2 separate regions of the Canis lupus genome follow, and region 2 is linked to region 1. A link is a contact called in public Hi-C data. All regions are on one chromosome and are shown on one strand. Each heading gives the region's core, a stretch centred on a gene start, on an enhancer-like site or on the middle of the called end of the contact. The rest is flanking DNA. Distances are from core to core; before and after follow the strand shown. Region 1 holds the start of PLEKHG1 (pleckstrin homology domain-containing family G member 1). Region 2 overlaps PLEKHG1 (pleckstrin homology domain-containing family G member 1).

The links. A called contact is a pair of places that touch in the nucleus more often than the background predicts.
Region 2: a contact with region 1 is called in a Hi-C map of skin fibroblasts, with 2.3 times the contacts expected there. The contact joins the enhancer-like site here to the promoter of PLEKHG1 in region 1. A contact is called at or near these places in 2 of 9 Hi-C or Micro-C datasets (amygdala and skin fibroblasts).

What each region holds. Positions count from the first base shown.
Region 1 is chr1:41,480,353-41,485,734 of UU_Cfam_GSD_1.0, forward strand. PLEKHG1 (pleckstrin homology domain-containing family G member 1) reads left to right here and starts at 1,473. Exons shown (of 17, transcript XM_038526322.1): 1 at 1,473-1,492.
Region 2 is chr1:41,678,462-41,684,014 of UU_Cfam_GSD_1.0, forward strand. It overlaps PLEKHG1 (pleckstrin homology domain-containing family G member 1), which reads left to right. Exons shown (of 17, transcript XM_038526322.1): 10 at 1-80; 11 at 273-359. Among named protein-coding and RNA genes, the nearest start is that of MTHFD1L, 36 kb to the right of the region's middle. Within about 2 kb of position 3,815, at least 4 of the 20 cell types and tissues checked have an H3K27ac peak or open chromatin away from gene starts, as enhancers often do.

The sequences.
Region 1 (5,382 bases), core at 223-2,722:
TAATGTAGTCCAAGCATAACCCAGTCTCATCGCTTAAGGTAATATAAGTCAGTCGTGGAGGCAAAATAAATTGTAAAACTGAGCATAAACCGCACATTGTAGGGAGAGAACTGTGACACTGTGTTTTCTTACTGCACAAAACCGTATTTTGTTTCAGATTTTTATTATAACGTTCATGTACATGCATAAAAGCAGACAAAAAGGGAGAAAATTGACAACAGTAACAGCTAACATGTGTCTAAGCTTTATTATCCAGGTTTGTTTGTTTATTTATTTATTTATTTATTTATTTATTTATCTATCTATCTATCTATCTATCCAGGTTTAGACTCCTAAGCCTTTCCTGAACATTACCTTGTTTAACTCACACACAGCAGCTCCAAGGTAGGCACTACCATCACTATCTCCCTTTTACAGATGAGACACAGAGAAGTTAACTAATTTGCTCAAGGTCACAAAGCTAATAACTGGTAAAGCTTAAGGTCTGTAAACAAGTAATGTGGGCATGCATTCCTACAAATTACAAAACCTCGTGGAGTCAACAGGCAAACAGGGTATGTCTGCTTTTGACGGGATAAGTGTTAAGAAACCACTTCGCATGCCTTTGGCGGTGATCCTAGGCACCTTTGACTGAAGTCATAATTTTACTACAGAGCCGGCGCCTTTAAACATTTATCAGGCTATTACAAAGGTTAGACTTCTCTCCTTTTCACTTTTACTTTCTCTAAGCAAAAGTTATTTGGTACATTAACTCAGGTGATTAGGGTAATGATGCCTGAAAACCTGAGCTTCCCCCCCCCCTTTTTGCATAGTATTACCCCAAAGCTTCTGTGCAATACTAGAATGTTGACTTTAAAAAATGATTTGGGGGTATTATTTTAAGGAAATCGAAGGGAAATTATCACGTCCAAGAGAAAGCTAGACCCGAAGATCCCGGAAAATGAAGAAAAAAATGATGTGTCTGCGAAAACGGTAGCTGGGATTTAAAAAAAAAAAAAAAAAAAAAAAAAAAAAAAATTCCCCAGGGGTTGTAATTTGACTGCGCTCTTTGGCAACGCTCCAGTGACAAGTCCAAGTGCTTGATCTCGCTCCTCGGCGCCCCCCTCCTCCTCCCCACCTTGCTCGCCCCGGGCCGCGGGGAGGAGGGACCGAAGATCCGCTGCTCCCGGCGGCGGAGCCCGCATCTCGGCGCTGGGAGGGGCGGGTTCGGGCGCGGCCGAGCCGAGGAAGAGGAAGTCCGAGCCCGAGCGGCGGTGCAGGGCGCTCCGCGAGCGCGGGAGCCGGGGCCGGAGCCGGAGCCGGAGCGGGAGCGGGAGCCGGGGCCGGAGCCGGAGCCGGAGCGGGAGCGGGAGCCGGAGCCGGAGCCGGAGCGCGAGCCGGAGCCGGAGCCGGAGCCGGGCCGGAGCCGGGCCGGAGCCCGAGCCCGCGCCGCGCAGCTTCACCCCCGCCGACCTGCGAGCGCGGCCCCCGCGCTGGAGCCGCGCGTCTCCGGGTAAGCGCCGGCTGCGCCCCGACCCCCGGGGTCGTCTTCCAGGGACGGGACCGCTCGCCGGGAGCCCCGGGAGCCTCGGCCCGGCCCCCTAATCCGCAGGTGGCGGCGGGCGGAGCGTGGGCCCCCCCGGGGTGCGGGCAGACGGTGCTTCCCGGAGCGCGCCCCCGCCGCGGGGACCCGGGGCCCGCTGCCCGCTGCCCGCCGCCGCCTGGAGGGGGCGACCCGCCGCCGCCCGGGCGCGGGTCCCCGGGCCCCCGAGTGCCGGCCGCAGCCCGGGCGCAGCCTGCATCTGCCGGCGCCGCGGTCCCGCCCCCCGCCGGCCCCGGGAAGGGCTTCCCGCGTCCCCCGGGATGTCGCAGAGCCCAGCCCCAAGGTGGTCCGAGCGCGCGACGCGGCGATGGGACAGGCCCCCGAGGTCTACCCGGCCTCCCGGGGCCCGCGAACCGCGGCGGGAGTCAGAGGCCGGGGCGCCGCGCCGGGCTCGGGGGACCCCCGCCCTGGTAGGAACCGCTCGGCCGGGGCGGGGGGGGCGGGGGTGCGGGGGGTGCCCGACAGCCAGCCTCCTTTGTGTCCTCCGTTGAGAGCCTGGTTCCTAAACCAGGAGCGTGCGGAGGCTTCCGACCCGGGGAACTCCAGGGTCTGCGGTTTCGTGCGCGGCGTTGCAGCCACGAGGGCCGGCGCGGGTGCTGGGGTCTGCTTGCTGGAGGTCTGCTTGCTCCTCCACGCTCCCGTGGACCACCCCCCAGCGGCCGTGGCTCCCGCACATATTTTTGAAGTCGCTGAGTGGGAGTCCCACGCCAGGCATCACAGAAGGCTAGGTGGAGCTCGGGGACGGCGGGGTCGGGGGTTTCCGACCGGGCGGATACAGGACTACCTCGCGTTTCGTTCTTCAGCCGGGAGGCGTTCCAGAATGTTGACTCCAGGTCAAATTTGTCATCTCACAGAACTCCGGGCCTAGAAAGGTCGTGCAATGTTATGAAAATAGTTATCAAGTGTTAAAATCAGCTGGCTTCTCAGTTTCTGTGGTTGGCTTACTTTTAAAGAATTTATAGGCTTTGGACTTTGAGTAGTCGCTTGTTGAAACCTTTCCAAGCCCTTCATGTCGGGGAATAAGAAACCTCTGTCCTGACTTGAGACCTGAGCAGGCTGCTCCAGCTCTGCTGCCCTTGGCTTCCCCTAAAGTGATGTGCATGAACCAGAGAGTTTCTAAAGCTTCGTGCTCCCTCCCCCTCGCCTCCCAGGGATATTTATTTGAGCCACAATATTCAAGACTTAGATACGAAAGTGATGGTTTGACATATGACCCTTCACTGTCTTTGAGTCCGGATTCCTAATTCTTCGCTTTCCTTTTGGTCCTATTTGAGGCCCCTGTCAAGCCACCAAACCCCACCCAAAGAAATGTCCCCAGAGTTGTCCCATCTCGCTGACCTCTTCCTCAGTAGGTCCTCTACAGCCATCACTGCCTGACCATCCCTTTCTGTCCCGCATCTGCTCTCTGAAGCTCCCTGATGAGGGACAGAGTGAGAAACAATTATCTCAAAGTCCAATCCCTGACCTAAAAATCATGCTTTCCTTGATCAGTTTTCCCTGCTCACCTCCCTCTGTACCATGGGTACCAGTTCTTTCAGTGACTTTAATATAGATGATATTACCAGGTAGAAGCTTAAATATTTCCATGGGAGACTCGATCTGTACTGCAAAGAGGTTAAACAATCACTTTTAAACAAATCAATAGAAAGCAGCAACATAATTTTTCGAAACCAAGAATAACCAGTACTATTTGGCTCTCCTTTGAGGATATGATTTTTAAGTGATTTAATTAAGATTTAATGGTTCAGAGTCTGACACATACACATGGGGAATGCTTGAGTGGCACTAAATCTTTTGAGCTCTTAGTAAACTGAAAACAATTCCTAGATCTATACTGTTTCTTAATGGCTGCAATCCATTTTTTTTGCAGGCTTCTCCTCCCTCCTGCTTTCATTGCTAGTGATTGGTCTTTCAAACAACTATCATCGTTTAATCCTCCTGCAGGGATGTTTTGATGCATGGAGTATTAAAAATAGAATGGATCCCGGATGATCTAGGCCTACATCTTAAAGATTTGGGAAAGCACTAGTGGTGAAGAAGTGCTCTGGAATTAACTGACTGTGAATGAAATTTGTCTCTCCGTAGCTCTGTAGCCCTGAGACCTTGACCCCTCTAAGGAAGTTATTTAGACACAGATTATTTTATAATCAGGAAAATATAACAATTATAGGTGGTCACTCTCTTGGGATTATCTCACCTTTGCTCATTTCTTCCTCTGTACATTTGGGAAATAATGACTCTTCCTTGTGGAGTCATGCTGAGCATTGATGATTATTAATGAGATAATCCATTGTAAGTGTTTGCCACACTGTATGCTTTAAAGATGATTGTTGTTGATAAACCAAGTCCCAGGAGTGAGTGTTTTCGCTGGAGGTTACATAGTTCTCTCCTGGCAGAACTGTGATTTAATTCAGGTTCAGTTGTCTTTACCCCAAACCCCACTACCTAGAAATGATGGTGGCATAGAGACATATTTTTTTTTTATTAAATGTGATGGTTCCTTCTTTCAGAGAAAAAAAAATCACTTGTCTTTTTTGTCTTGGGAAAAATACGGGTCCTAAAGCAAAATGGTCATATGTTCAGCAGAGATGGAAACATTTTCTAGACAAAGACTGTAAGCAGCCTAGTACTTGTAGGTAGCAGGCATTTCAAATACTAATGTTTCATCACAGCCTACATCAATCCTGCTTAGTAAAACGAAAAGCTGACCCCAAACCATTTGGGCAGTCAGAGCCATGGGTGTCTGTGCCAAGTAGAACTTATGACTGTAGAGCCAGCTTTCAAGTAATTAAGAGATGGCTACATGTTCGGCTTTATATTGCTCATGCTGATGAAAAGCAACAGATGTTTTAACAAAGATAGTGGAAATATAGGCTAATCCTCCTAGTGAGTGGGCCCAGGTTTGTTGTAAAATAACTAGGCCACAGGTTACCCAGATGCTGCAGAACAGCTTCCAGTATGCCTGGATGATTCCTCTCCCACTGATTAGGAGTTGACTGTATATCTAGAATAGTTTTCATGTTTGAGTCATGCTTTGCTATCTTTTCAATCTGTATACATGAGGTTACCGAAAAATGTTTTTCTGATGAGATATAAGCCAAGTAAAAATTTCCAAGCTTCAACATCTTCTCTCGGTAAATATTGAATTACTGTTTGATGGAAAGCTAAAGTATGTTACATTCGTAGATCTGAAAACCCATAACCTTCTTCCTTCCCCCCATCCCATACATTCCTAAAGAAAAAGGCAACTCGAAGCATGCTAGGCTAAGTTTTGAAAAAGATTCCAGCTACACCCGCTTGATGTACGAACCCGATGGGAGGAGAGTCAGAGTTTTCACGGGTCTTTAATTAAGAAAGTTGTTTTGGTAAGCTTTAATAACCAGGCTGCTGCCTGCAGAAGCCACTTACCATCAGCATTAGAAGGTAAAACCGTTACAGCAGTTGGCCAAAGGCTAGCAAGCCCTTAAGTGTAAGGAGGATGTCTTTTTAAAATACCAAAGACAAAGTTGAAATGGGTGTGAGGCTAATAATGGCCTAAAAATTTAGAATTCTCATAAGAGGAATTACTAAAGCAATAAATTATCATACCACTGAATTGGCCTTAATTTTTGAGATGGTAAATAGATCTAGTTCTCTACATGTCCAGTCACATTAGACACTAACTCAGATGACCTGTGTCGGAATAGAGATGGATGAGGACGATAAGAAGTTCTAGACGGTAAACCTTTCCCCGTAAAGAGCGAGATACCAAGTGTTTTCTGGTACATGTATGCCTCTGACATATAGTCTTTGTGTGTGTG
Region 2 (5,553 bases), core at 2,565-5,064, 200 kb after region 1:
TGGTGGAAGTGATACCTAAGGAGCCGCTCAGCTTCAGCGTCTTCCACTATAAGAACCCAAAGCTGCAGCACACAGTCCAGGTAACAGCAGAGCCCTCACCTCCCTACAAGGCTCACTCTTGGCAATGATGAGCACTGTGTGCCGGCCAGCCCTTCTAGAGCCTTCTGGCCACACGATGTATTTCCCATCTTGCCAGAGGGTTATCAGAGGGTCTGACTTTTGTGAGTGGTAGAGGCATGAGTTGTCTGACTGTCCACATTGCCTTCTGGCAGGCTAAATCCCAGCAGGACAAACGCCTCTGGGTTCTGCACCTGAAGAGACTGATCCTGGAGAACCATGCGGCTAAGATTCCAGCTAAGGTAAGACAATGGGGTCAATAAACAATAGAATGTGAAGGAATTCAAGTCCTAGAAGGCAGCCTGACAGGAATAAATGTTCAACTTCAAAATAAAGAAAACTGAGAGAGAGAATACATATGGGATCAACTAAACCTATCAGGTATATTAAGAAGATTCACATATAGGGAGATTGTCAAAGGTTTTTTGGATATATTTTTTAAGGATTTATTTATTTTAGAGAGAGAGAAAGCAATGAGGGGGAGGGGCAATGGGAGAGGGACAGAATCCTCAAGCAGACTCCCCACTCAGCATGTAGTGCAATGCAGGGCTTGATCCCAGGGTCCTGAGAGCATGACCTGAGCGGAATGCTGAACTGACTGAGCCACCCAGGTGCTCAGGGTTTTATTGTTGTTGTTGTTGTTATATTTTCTTTTTGGGCTTGAGCAAGTTAAAAATAAGGAAAAGTCTATAAGAAAATTTCTAAGGAATTAGTAGAATGTAGTTGTGAGGAGTATTCGAAGCAACACTAAGCGCCTATTGTGAATAGAGCTAGCTTAAGTTTTGTGGGAATGCTCGGAAAAGAGGGTACAGACTCATCTGTGAAGGAGTTTGTAGATGAGGGAGCTAGCCATATATAAAACAAACTGCTAACGAGGATGAATTAATAGAGGTATAAGCCAAGCGTTATGGAAGGATAAAGTGTTCAATGACAGTTAAGCTTGGGAAGGAAGGGAATACGTTTTAGCTCAGTCTTGAAGGATGAGGAATATTTTTAGTAAGTGGAAGAAGAGGAAAACCAAGTTGAGGGAATAGCATAAACATAAACAAAGAGATACAAATGTGTGTACCATGTTCACAGCACAGAGATGGTGCCTAGGTGGAAGGGCTGAGTCCTGAGGAGATGGAGTAGGCGGTGAGGCTGGAGAAGTAGAAAGCACACACTAAGGAGTGCTCTGCTGGACTGAGAGGTCTTTGAAGGCACACACTAAGGAGTCTGATTGTATCGGTGGTAGGAAACTACTGAAGGCTTTGGAGGAAGGGGATGGCATGGTCGCCCCTATTTTTTTTAATAAATTTATTTTTTGGGATCCCTGGGTGGCGCAGCGATTTAGCGCCTGCCTTTGGCCCAGAGCGCGATCCTGGAGACCCGGGATCGAATCCCACGTCAGGCTCCCGGTGCATGGAGCCTGCTTCTCCCTCTGCCTGTGTCTCTGCCTCTCCTTCTGCCTGTGTCTCTGCCTCTCTCTGTGTGACTATCATAAATAAATAAAAATTTAAAAAAAATAAAAATAAAAATAAATTTATTTTTTATTGGTGTTCAATTTACCAACATACAGCATAGTTGCCCCTATTTTCTGAGAGTGTAACTTTAGGGATAGTGTGATAAATGAGCTGAAGGAGTGACACTGGAGGGAGGAGAAGAATTAGCAAGCCACCATCATGGGCTAGAAAAGAGATGAGGGGTGCTTGCAGGGAGCCCTAGCCACCGAGGGGAGCAGAGGCAAAAGCTCTCGCAGAGGCAGAGGGAATAATATGTGGCCCAGCAGGTGCATGAGAAGAGAGAGAAATAGGAGTCAGGGATGAGTCAGGGGTTGGGCCCAGAGGACGGTGCTGAGTTCTGAGCTAAGCTGCCAAGGGGAGGACCGGGTTGGGTGGGAGCAAGCAGGAGCTCTCAGTGTTGCGTGTGAGGAGGCGAGTCAACCCAGGTGGAAATTCCGGTCTCGTGAGCTGCCAATCCGGAGGCTCTTGACGCAGACAGTAATTGCAGCCCTGAGCTTGGATAGGATGGCCCATAAATGTGTGCGAAGGAAAGAACCCCTGGGAATCGCAACACCTAAGTGATCTGCAAGCAGGTGGAGACTTCAAGAATCAGCAGGGGAGAGTGACCAGGGAGGCAGTAGGAGAACCGAGGGAGAAAGGTGTGGTGACAAAGAAAAGAAAGGATTTCAAAGAGGGAGAGGCTAACAGCAGGCCCAAGTGCTACGGCCGTCACAACAGATTCAAACAGAAACAGATCTTCAGTTTGGCAAGTCAGGGAGAGTTTGCAGTGCATTGAAAAGTGGAAATGAGGGGCGCCTGGGTGGCGCAGCGGTTGATCATCTGCCTTTGGCTCAGGTGGTGATCCCAGGGTCGATCACGATCCCAGGGATCGAGTACTGCATCCGGCTTCCCTCAGGGAGCCTGCTTCTCCCACTGCCTGTGTGTCTGCCTCTCTCTGTGTGTTGCTCATGAATAAATAAGTGAAATCTTTAAGAGAGAGAAAGAAAGAAAAAGAGAAAGAGGAAGGAGGGAGGAGAGAGGGAGGAAGGAAGGAAATGAAGGAGTGGCAGGGTACTGGGTGCAAACTTCTTTAACAGAGTTCAGAAAAGATACAGGTGGTGGTTTGAGAGAGGTGAGATCAAAGCAAGACATTTGGTGTAGGTGACGAACACGGTGGACACGACAGTGGTCCGTGGGAGGAAAAAGGAAAGGAGAGCATAACGATACGTGAGGGGGGTGCTCTTTAGCGTCCACCCTGGGGTGCCAAGAGGGTAGGATCAGGAGTGCTGGGGGAGAGAAGAGTCTGGGAAGGTAGAAATCTCCTTCGCAGAGCTGGGAGAGAAGAAAGATGAGACAGGATAGAGAACCTTTGAGCTGGACTTGAGTGAAGGTAAAGAGTTGGTGAAGAGTTGGCTTTCACTGGAGTTGGTGATGGTGTCGTGTGTCTGGGGGGAGCCCAGGTGGGTCTGGGCGCCTGAGGGAAAGTGGAAAAGCTCAGAATACTTGCTGAGGGAAATGCAGGGATGACTAAAATAATTTGTGCATCTAAGACCTGAATGAAGGGGGTCACCGTGGATTAGTGTGATGTGGTCATTTAGAAATCCACTCAGTGGGGCGCCTGGGTGGCTCAGTTGGTTAATCATCTGCCTTTGGCTCAGGTCATGATCCCGGGATCCTGGGATCGAGTCCCGGGTCAGGCTCCCTGCTCAGTAGGGCGTCTGTTTCTCCCTCTCCCTGCCACCCGCCTTGTTTGTGTGCATTTTCTTGCTCTCTCTCTCTCTGTCAAATAAACAAATTTAAAAATCTTTTAAGAAATAAAAAGAAAAAAAGAAATCCACTCAGCAAGTTGGAAACTAGTGCTGAGGAAGCATAGTGCAGGGGGTTCCCCGAGGTGAGGCTCAGCAGAGCTACTCTGTAGTGGAAGGAAGATCAGTGGCACAGAGGGAACCAGCCAAGCTGCACAGTTGCGAGACCGAGCAGGATTTCCAGGCTGAGCTGAGAGTGAAGCTCATGGGGAGAATAGGCACATGAAGGACTGCTGGCCTGAAGAGTCCAAGAACTGGCTCAGCAGGAGTTAAAAGTGGGGAGATGGAAATGCAGAGGTCTGTAAGAGACTTAGAGTCCCTGTCTCTGAGTCCAAGCGGTTCTGGGTGCTAAGGTCCTGGGGGCTGCTGTGATTGTGTGTCGCTGATCCGGTGTGGAGGGCAAGGTCAGCAGAGATAAAGTGGCATGGTGAGGGCGGAGGATGGATGGTCCATGTGGATGGTGAAACGCTCCTTGCTGGCTGGGGGAGGAGTGACGCAGAGCAGAAGGTGGGATAGGGGGCATGAGAATAGAACTTGGGAGGGAAAATAAGGAACGGGAACATTTCTGAGAAAGGAGAGTCTATGTTGCTGTGTATTTTGAAAAACGTTTGAAGCTTATTCTCAGGGGCTGTCAGCATTGATCTCGTGTCCAGGAAATGAATGTGCATAGGTGTGTGCTTTGTGTTAGGCATGAGTCTCATTTCATCAGGGTGTTAAGAGGTGTAAGGTAGCTCATGCACAGAAGTGACTGTGTTTTCTTCATGGTTAGTTATTGGGTTGCTGGCCCTGTGCCGTGGAATGCCCTTCTGAGCAATGACAAAGTGTCTTTGATATGCCCCTATGGTTCACCTGTCTCCTGGGAAAATCAGAGCTGCCAGAGGATTCTGAAAGGCCATTACGAAACCAGACTAGCTTGCATACCTGTCCTCTTTCTCCCACGCAAGATGTGTGTATTCCAGGCAGTTTTCCCTTTATGCCTTAAAATGGTTCATATAGTCACAATAGAATTGCACTTTTTAACCCAAATTCCTGACCCTTTTAGAATCTAAACATTGCTTTTTTCAGGTACAACTTCTTGAGCACACACACAATGTGCTAACTACTTTATATTTCACCCTCAGCAAAACACCTTCTGAGAAAGTCTTATTCTCCCCATCTTAGAGGAATAAAAGCTCAGTGACATTAAGGTGCACTGCCCAAGTTTACGCAACTAGTAAATGACTGAGCCTGAGTCAAACCCAGGTCTGTCTGGGTGCAGAGAGCAAGTCTGAGCCACATTGCTCCCAGTGGCAATGAAAATACATCTATTTAATATATTTTATCCACTATGATGTTATAATAATTTTCTATTTGATTGAAACAGATTTATTAAACTGAACTTTTCACTTCTTTCTCCAAGATTTTTCCTTAAATTTTTTTCTCCAAAGCTTTCAAAATCTGTTTATTCCTCTTAAATAAAAGAAACACATAATGAGAATTCTTGTAAACATCAAAAAACACATCACCCGTCTGACACTATTACCACAAGCTGTTGGAAATTCCTTTGTGTGGCTCCCAACCTCCTTCCGGTCCTTTAATTCAGTGATGGTCCCTGGCTGACTCCTAGAGGAAAATGTGGGAATAGTACTTTTCTGAAATTAAAGGTCGCGACAGGATAAAAAAAAAATACTGAGTTCTTAGTTCTTAAAGTCTACATATATAGATAACCAGGAAACTTCTTGGAACTAGCCATTTTATTTATTCATATAGGTGATATATAAACTCACTCTCATCTAGATTGAGAACAAAGATAAAGTAGAGACTTTTGCATTTTATATATTCACCTGGATCTGTAAATGCACTTCACAGAAATCGAGCTCACATCTGCACTTGAAATTAATTCCAACTAGTAATCTCTAACTCTGACTATATGATAAAAATATCAGTGTTATAAAAATCTAACCATTTGTTTTTTCGAGCTTAAGATGATTGCACCAAGGCTTTTTTTTTTTTTTTAGCCTCTTTTTTTTTTTTTTTTTTTTATGATAGTCACAGAGAGAGAGAGAGAGAGAGGCAGAGACACAGGCAGAGGGAGAAGCAGGCCCCATGCACCGGGAGCCCGACGTGGGATTCGATCCTGGAGACCCAGGATCGTGCCCTGGGCCAAAGGC